Linked DNA regions of Mus musculus: region 2 is linked to region 1. A link is a contact called in public HiChIP or PLAC-seq data. All regions are on one chromosome and are shown on one strand. Each heading gives the region's core, a stretch centred on a gene start, on an enhancer-like site or on the middle of the called end of the contact. The rest is flanking DNA. Distances are from core to core; before and after follow the strand shown. Region 1 overlaps Gm11958 (predicted gene 11958). Region 2 holds the start of Cabp7 (calcium binding protein 7).

Region 1 (4,395 bases), core at 807-3,306:
AGAAATGCAAATCCAACCAATGTATATTCTCTCTGTGTTCTGGAGGCCAGAAGTCAACATGTCAGTGATTAATTCCTCCTGAAAGCTCTGCGCACAGGGCTATCCCATGCCTCCCTCTGGGCTCCCAGGGGCTTGGCAATCATGCCATCTCTCATGGCTGTGATGATCCAATTCCTGCCTCTCTCTTCACGTGGCTTTCTTCCCATGTGTCAATCTCCAAATCTCTCCCTCAGAAGACTGCCAGGCTTGGCCTTTTATGGCCTCATCTTGGCTTGACTCTCCAAAAACTAGCAAACAAGGTCATAATCTCAGGTACTGTCAACGATTGCTGGGACAGAGGCACACCGACGCTTCCATGCCTAAGGAGTCCTTTCATTCTCTCAGGAGGCGTGGTTGGGTTTATTAAAAACAAAGAGGAAGGTTTTATTTAAGGAAAGAATAAGGCACACTAAAGAGTGTGGTGTGGGCTTAAGAAAGGGTCAAGTCAAGCGCCAGCATTTGCTGTGCAGACGCTTTCGGCGGTTCTCAGTACATCTCAAAGGTTGCTAAGAAGCCTTTTTTTTTCTTTTTTCTTTTTTCTTTTTGGTAAATGGATTATAGGGTGGGATTATAATCTGATAAGGTAAAAACCAGAAGCCACTGGAGTTGCACAAGGGATTTAGAATGTGTCTTTTACTGTAAATGAGGCTTCTGGTTAGAGTCCTAGAAAATTGTAGGCTTCTAGCTGGGAAGGGGGAATGACCTTAAGCAAATGTTGCTAATGGTGCTGGAGTTCTTGATCCTTAGTTGGTGAGGAGCTTAAGCCTGGGTGAGGGGCTCCTTCCTCCTCCCACGTCACCATCATTTTCTCTATCTTCCTGTCCTTCTTGGTACCCAAGGGGGTTGGAACATCAAGGTATGGGCAGGGGTGCACGCGGCCTTACAATTTCTAAAGTTCTTTAACGTGGGGACCACATCTCAGTAAGTATTGGACACTCAGCTCATGATGAGATGAAAGCGACCATGCCATGAAGGATCTTCTTTCCGGGATGAGACATAGTCATGAGAACTGTTTTCAGCTTGGCTGCAGGCCTGTGGAGACACATAATGTCCACCTTCACATAATCACAGGGCTTTCCTGGTATACCTCTTCAGTATCGTTCCGGGGATGGCATTCAGGGGGAAGTTGGGATTGGCTCAAAATACTTTTGGCTCAAAGACTCAAAGGATCTCTGAACTGTGGCTGTCTAGCTCGGCCGTGTACCCGGAGCAGTAGTGAGTGACCTCACTCTTCACTCATCTGACAAATATGTACAAGGCCTATTGTGTGCCAAGTGGCAGACCCGGGGCAGGGACTGAGACAATGGCAGACACCTGAGAGCTGCAGCCTGGCCTTCAGGAAGCCTGCTGGTGGCTCCTCCGAAAAGGTCTTGCAGCTGGCTAGGCACGTGCTGCAGGGCTTCAGAGTTGACACGCAAGATCTTCATGATCCCTAAGGAGTCAATGAAGAAATGTGTCAATGAAAAAAGAATCCAGGGTGAAGAGAGGGAGAATGTTTTAAACCCAGATTTAAGCGAACACAGCCTTGCCTTGGCAGATCACACGCACAAGAGCGGGCTCCCTCACACTATCACACAAGCCGGACCCTCAGCAGAGAATTTTTATCTGCAGAAGTGTCAGCTTCTAGCCTCCTGCTTCCAATTACAGTGTTCTAGCCTTACCCCACCCACCCTGTACTCCACAAACAAACAGCTTAGACCCGCCGCCGCTGCTGCTGTTGCTGCGGCTGGAACCTCCTCCACTTAGATATCAAATCCCTCTCCTAAATTGCAGCAGACAAAATAGCTGAAGTCCTAGGTGTTTCCCCTCTGCCCAGGACACCCAGCCAGGGAAAGCAAATTGAGAAGCCTAAATCAAAGGTTTTCAACAGAGCCAGGCCCCAGGGTGGGAGGGAGAGGCCTCTGCTTTCAGCTCTCAGCCTCTGCTGTTACTTCTTGAGCCAAAACAAAGCCGGTCCCAGGGAAGTTAATCTGCCCTGGATAGAACAGGGCCACTCCCTGAGGTACAGAGCCAGCTGTGGGCCCAGAGCAACCAGGCCCAGGAAGCTGGGCCTGATGAGGCTGTGGGCCTAAGAGGGAGTGGCTACCACTAAGGACTGGATCTGCATCTGCATGCTTGCCTGCTGCCTCTTGATTGATTGTAAAGATAAGTGTGTTTTAAAAGATTTATGGGGGCAGGGCGTGGTGATGCACACCTTTAATCCCTGAACTGGGGAGGCAGAGACAGGTGGATCTCTGAGAGTTTCGAGGCTAGCCTGATCTACATAGTTTCCGGACAGACAGGGCTACACAGTAAAACAAGACAAAACAAACAAACAAGCAAAAAAACCAAAACAAAACCAAAATTGGGGCTGGAGGCCCACCTCCCACGGGAATGCACTGGCATACACAAAACCCTAGATTGGAGTTCCAGTGTAACACAAACTAGACATCTGGGCACGGTAGCACTTGCCTCTAGTCCACGGGGTAGAGGACAGAGGCAGAGGATAGGAAGTTCAAGGTCATCCCAAAGCCAAGGGTAGCCTAGGCTATACAAGATCCTGTCAAATATTTACCCTCATACTCTTAGGCACACGTGTACACACACACATACACACACACACACACTTTAACACACATGAACCTTTACACTTATGAAAACACACTCTCGCACATGCACACCCATCCTTCCTAACACAGATGCCTTTCTGGGTTTGTGTTGGATTTGTCAAGAGATGAAACAGTCCCTTGGTATGTCCCATGTGCACCGTACCAAGCTGTACCCTGGTTTTCACACATCCCTGGTAGCTCTTCTCTCCAGGAGCCTTATGAGGCTCTGTGAAACAACAACATGACCTACCCTTTGATGACCACACAGAGCCCAGGACTTTGCACAGGACTAACTTCTGTTTAAAGCTGACAGTCAGGCTGGAGAGATGGCTCAGTGGTTAAGAGCACTGACTCCTCTTCCAGAGGACCTGGGTTCAATTCCCAGCAACTACATGGTGGCTCACAACCATCTGCAATAGAATCCAGCACCCTCTTCTGGTGTGTCTGAAGTCTGAAGACAGCAACAGTGTACTCACATACATAAAATAAATCTTAAAAAAAAAAAAGCTGACAGTCTGTCTCACATAGACTGTACAGGTCAGCCGACACTGGTACAGAACAGGTCTCTAGCCACCCATTGTGGAGAAAACACAGACAACAGCTGAGTCTCAGATTCTCGGTCAGAAAAAGAGGCGAGGGCACCTGCCTCCCAGAGTCTGGGTCAGTCGGTGAAGCTCCACACGCGGGGAGGGAACTTGTTCTGTTTTGCTGCCTTAGGTCACCAGAATTTCCAGGCTCCCAGTTTACAGGGCACTGGCCATGTTGGGATTGGAAGCTAATGATATCTAAGTAGAAAACACTAAGGCAAACCAATTTGTGTTGTAGCCATTCCAGGGGACATGTTACAAGCTATCCAGCCACCCCAGCCCTCTCCCCAGCTAACAGAGACATTTCTAGAGACCTGAGGGGGGGCGGGGAATTGATAGGCTATGAGGAAGGAGAGCCCAAGCAAAACCTGACAGAGCTCCCAGGCTGCTGCCTGGAACATCTGGACCAATGCTGATGGGCACAGAGGAGAAGAACAGCTGCCAAACCAGCTCTTGGCAGGAGCCCTGAGAGCTGCCCCAGGCGGCCAGAGCAGACACTGGGACTTCTTCCTTCTGGAGCTGACCCGGAAGGTGGCTGAGATGTGGAAACAGCAGCTGAGTTCTCTTCCCACCAACTGCCTCTGGGTCTCAGTTTCTCCATCTGGAAGATGGGAAGTTCAGCAAAGCTAAACCAGCCCTCATCTGGGAGGACAAAATAAGCGTAATTTCGTGAGTGTGGGACACCATACTGCACACTAAGACAATTCCAGAGATGGCAGTTGTCACAGTCACTTTACATGAGAGACAAGGCCCACATCTAAAGTAGGGTGAGGATTTGAACCCACAGCTATTTGTCTCTTAACCTCAGCGCTAGCCTGCCGAGGACGGACAGGTGTGAGTCTCCCGGCTCTTTGTGTCTGCCTCTTGCGTGTCTTCCTTGAGTAGGCAATAAAAACAGAGAACCAGAATCCCAGGGTCATATTGCCTTCCATACCTACCCTGTTTCCACACCTCAGGATCCCCCGTGGTCCCTGGGAAGACAACCTGGGGGCGGGGCTAAGCTGGGGGCTCTGTGAACCCGTGAGGACACAGTGGCTGAAGGCCCGTGTTTCCCCCTTTTGAGAAATGCTTTGGCATCAGACAAGTCTAGGGAGAGGCAGGAGGAACTTGGCATGGACCTTGTTAGCAGCGTCTGGAGAAACACTAGAAAAGCCATCTGGAGTTGTGAACACTAGAAAAGA
Region 2 (4,395 bases), core at 724-3,223, 440 kb before region 1:
TACCTTCAGCAGACTCCCAGGGCCTGGTCTGTGAAGGATTCCCACTTGATTAGTTCTTGATTTCTTTTTGCCCCTTCTTTTGAGATTTCCCTGGCTGGGCAGCTAGGCTTCAGGGAAGCCTCCCAAGAACGCTCCAAGAGAGAGTGTTTCCTGCCAGTCTGATAGCAGACTCCAGCTCTCTCCCTTAGCCCAATAGCAAACTGTCTGGAAAGGCTTAGCAAGTAAGGTGCTTGCAGATCACCCCTACAACACCCCCCAGTGACTGTTCTTATTCCCATGGAAGAATTCCCATACTAATGGGAAACTCCCAAGAGATTCAGGGCGCATCATCAGGCACCTTCCATGTTAAGTCGCTTCATCCTCACCTCTGCCCAGGAAATAACATAGAGGCCCTGAGAGGTTAAGGGGTATGGCTAAGGTCCCATTGAAACAAGGTGGTAGATGCAAGAGCCCAGGGCTCGCTGGGTTGGCGGCTAGTTCTTCCTGCGTCACAGCTCTGTTCTATCAGAAATCTTAAAGGAGCATAAGCACCCAGCTGACCTGATGGATGCTCAAGTGCGCAAGAAGAGCTTTGGGGATGGGTGCTTCTCAGGGGCTCTTACGACTCCAACTATAGGTCTGAATAGATAGCAACTGGCCAGAAGCCTGGAACAGACATTCAGATGGGAGCCAGGGTTTGTCTGGCTTCTCTACAGGTTTCACATGCCTATGAGAAACCCAGAGCCCTAGACAAGTCCTAAAGGTTCAGGCCTGCCTTGGCCCAGGGTGGCTGGGGGTGTTGTCTCTCACTGAGCCCCTCTCTCCCGGCGCCAAGACAGGGCTATGATTAATCAGCGACAAAAGCAGAAACAAGCAGAAAAATGTAATCAGCCAGGGAAGGGCATGGCCAGGCTGTGGCAATCAGCTTTCCTGCTGGGGCCTTTGGCTGATTGGACCCAAGGGGGCAGGGAGATAGTTCAGATGAGGGTTCCAGGAATGAGACTGAGGCCAGCTGAGGCCCACCCAGGCCAGGGGCTCACCAGATCCCATAATTGTACACGGAGACACACACATCTGTGCTCGGATACGCATAGCACTCCCAGCCCAAGGGCCTTCGCACCTGCCCACACCTGCTTCCGGGCTTCTGCCCTTCGCTGCCAGCTCACAGCTCACATGTAGGTGGCCGTGCACAGTTCAAACACTCTCATCTGCAAGTGGGTTTGAAAACGTATCTTCACAGTGTCCTGAACGAAAGATGAAGAGAAACGCATGCACATGCTGCCCCCCCCTCCAGACACCTACCCCCACCCCCATAGAACACATGCTAAGGACCGGAGGAAGGTCTAACCTGCAGCCATGTGACCAACAGGCTCTGGGTCGTCTGCCTCCTCCTCATGGCCCCTGGGGACATGAGACAGACCTTGGCTCCTGCTCTGCAAACTGAGAGGCAAGGGCTCAGGAAGGAGCCAGGACAACAGCCCTTTGTGGGATCAAGTCAACTGCTGGTGTCAGCCACAGGCCAGCGGAGTCTCCTGCAGATCTGTGCTTGGCCTCTGCCTGCTGGCCCTGCCTGGTGACCTTGGCCAATGTCCTTTTCTAAGCCTCAGTTTCCCCACCTTGGAGCCTCTCCTGGCACCAACTTGAGGATTACTGGTCCTGAGGACCCTCGCGCCTGGAGCAACCTCACCTTTCTGGGTCTCTAGTCGTTAGTTCTCAGCTCTCCGCTCTCGCTGGGGGAGGGTTAGTGGAGGCAGGTGGGATAGGGGGTACAAGGAACGGCTCCACCCCTGGTCCACACCACCCGGGTCCTGCTGGCTGCTAACGTGGGGTGCGGGAGACAGCAATCCGAAGCAGACTGGGGGAAAAGCAGAGTCGGGGAGAACCAGAGAAGGCGCCCGGGAGGGCTTGGGGTGGCCGCTCAGGGGCCGGCAGCGGGAAGGGGCGGGGGCGGGAGGGGCGGGCGGGGGAGGCGGGAGCGCGGCGAGCGCCGCACAGAGCAAGCGAGCGAGCGAGTGAGGAGTGCAGGCGGCGGCGGCGGCGGCGGTGGCGGCGGCGGCGGTGGCGGCGGCGGCGGTGGCGGCAGCGGCGGGAGCCGGAGCGGCGGGTCGGGCAGCCGCACCAGCGAGCGGACGAGCGGGCGGCGAGCAACGCGGAGCGCGCGGAGGGAGCGCAGCGCGCAGCGGTCCGAGCCAAGAGGCCGGAGCGGCGCCGCCCCCGCCATCCCTGCGAGCCCCCGGCCGGGATCCCAACGAAGGAGCCGGCGGCATGGCCCGACAGCCCGGGGCGCAGGGGCGCTAGGTCCCGGACGGGTGCCCATTGCCTCGCCGCCGCCACTGCGCGCCGCACCGCGCGCACCGCCCGCTCCAGCCGCCCCCGGGGCCGCCGGCGGCCCATGAGCCCCGGCCTCAAAGTTTGCGGCGGGCGGGCGGGCGCGGAGCCTCCAAGATGCCGTTCCACCCGGTGACGGCGGCGTTGATGTACCGGGGCATCTACACCGTGCCCAACCTGCTGTCGGAGCAGCGCCCGGTGGATATCCCTGAGGACGAGCTAGAGGGTGAGTGCCCTGCCGGGACCCCTGCCACGAGCCCTCCTACCTGTGCGCCCTGGTGCCGCGCTGGCCCGGGGAGCCCGGGACCCTGCTGCGCGACTCGGATGAGCGGCTACGCGGGAGGCGGGACGGCCGGGTGGCCCCGGGCGCCGCGGTGGGGGTCGCCGCGGCGCAGGAGCAGCCCGGCCCCTGCCCGCGTGGCCCCCAGCGCTGCGGAAACTTGCGGGGCCCCGCAGCGGGGTCACTGGGCCGCGTGGCCGGCGGTGACGGTGCGGCAAGGCGGCGGGGGCTGAAGTGGAGAGTCCGAGCTGTTGCCCCCCGCGCCCGCCACCGGAGCGTCCGCATCCTGATCCCTTCCGCGGCGCCCGCCCGTGGCTCTGCGCTCCTATTGACATTCCGCTCGTGTCGCGTTGAGAATCCAATCTGCTCCGGCAGTGGGAGAAGGGGAGAGAGGGCGACTGCCCCGCTCTTGCTGGGTGCAGGGCTACCCCCATCCCCTTCTGCGGCCCTGCGAGGGACCCCCCACCCGTGCGCTGCCGAGGCAGCTGGGAGGCGTTGGCGACAACAAGTGGCCGGATTGGGAGGCTCGGTCGCGATAGCAAAAGCCTGGAAGGAAAGGCAGAGGCCGGAACCTAAACCTCCCCCCGACCCTAGTCCCCGTGCCTTTCGGGAATAGGGACCGCACGCAGGCAGTTGGCTATTGAAGATCAGAGCAGCAGGCCGAGGCTGGGGTTCCTGGATTGAGTGTCCTGGGGCGCAGTGAGACCCCTGGGGCCTTCCTAGCTTTTTCTCTGCTGAGATTGGGGGCGGGGGTGTGCTCAAGATTCCCCTCCCCCCAGGCCTCTTGAGGCCCCATATGGAGTGGAGTCGGAGACTCTGAGCTGATGGGAGTCTTGGTCCCTTAGGGTGTTTGTCGGCTGCTGGGGGAGGGGTTGAGATTACCCAGATGATGGGCCTGTCTCCGGTCTCTGTAGTCAAGGGGTCTCAGCTTTGGGGTCCCACTTGGGCTCATAGGAGTGAGTTGGAGTGACCAACATAGGAAAGGATACTAGTGGGAGCCCAGGGGAAGCCATTCGGGAAGTCTGTCCTCAGCCCAGGCCTGGTCTGGGGCAAATTTTGGGCGAGTAGACAGTGGAGAGAGAGAGAAAGGGTGCAACTGCCATGCTCACTGCACCACAGTCCACCAGACACCCACTTCCCACACCCCCCATGAACTCAGAAGCAGGAAAAGTCGCAGAGGGGCTCTCAGCCCCAACAGTGGAGGCACAGATGGAAGGATGTGTGCTTAGTCTATACCCCGGAAACCCCAGGTCCTGTCCTGTCTGGACCAAAGCAGAGCCTCCTCCAGGTTGAGGGGAAGAGATGGGGCCCGGGAGGGGTGCAGGGCGCAGGCCAGTTTCCCTTTCCTTTACTGCCTTTAATTCTGAGCCACGCAGAAGCGTCCATCCACCCCTTTCTCTCCACTCTTGGGACAGAGGCGGCATGTCTCCCCAGAGAGATCCAGCCTCCTTTCCCCTGCTCCCAGCACCCCCCACATAACCTGGCCCCATGACTCCAGGTCTCACTGGATCCCCAGTCAGGCTATCGAGAAGCTGAGAGAGACAGTCGTGCAGGGGTGAGAAGCGCCAGGGTGGGCAATGCAAGGGCAAGGAGGCCCACGCTCCCTCCGAGCCATCCCGTGGTCATGCTGGCAGAAGCCCAGTGCTGTTAGTCACCATCACATCAAATACACTCCCTGCTTCTCTCTGGTCCCCTTTGGACTAGAGGAGGGGCCCTGGTGCAGGGGGCACCTGAAGGACAGGGCCATCCCTGTGACTGGCAGGTGGAGGGCACAGAGCCAGCAGATGCCTATGGGCATCTACACATTA

What was found. HiChIP or PLAC-seq counts read pairs in DNA pulled down with a chosen protein or histone mark.
Region 2: an H3K27ac HiChIP or PLAC-seq map of embryonic stem cells shows a contact between it and region 1, with 4 times the contacts expected there. The contact joins the promoter of Cabp7 here to the enhancer-like site in region 1. A contact is called at or near these places in 8 of 39 promoter capture datasets (the 3T3-L1 cell line, the C10 cell line, embryonic stem cells and 4 more), 1 of 484 Hi-C or Micro-C datasets (bone marrow-derived macrophages) and 5 of 115 datasets of contacts at active chromatin or transcription factors (embryonic stem cells and pancreatic cancer cells).

Annotation. Positions count from the first base shown.
Region 1 is chr11:4,300,147-4,304,541 of GRCm38.p6, reverse strand. Gm11958 (predicted gene 11958) reads right to left here. Exons shown (of 4, transcript NR_166831.1): 3 at 1,354-1,471; 4 at 394-1,071. Among named protein-coding and RNA genes, the nearest start is that of Gm11958, 17 kb to the right of the region's middle. Within about 2 kb of position 2,056, at least 121 of the 459 cell types and tissues checked have an H3K27ac peak or open chromatin away from gene starts, as enhancers often do. A contact at or near this core is called in embryonic stem cells and pancreatic cancer cells, where this site is marked.
Region 2 is chr11:4,744,757-4,749,151 of GRCm38.p6, reverse strand. It overlaps Cabp7 (calcium binding protein 7), which reads left to right and starts at 1,973. Exons shown (of 5, transcript NM_138948.4): 1 at 1,973-2,533. The coding sequence starts at 2,425. Gm35102 (a long non-coding RNA gene) reads right to left here and starts at 3,326. Exons shown (of 4, transcript XR_003949631.1): 1 at 2,574-3,326; 2 at 1,667-1,834; 3 at 1,328-1,380; 4 at 1-1,223.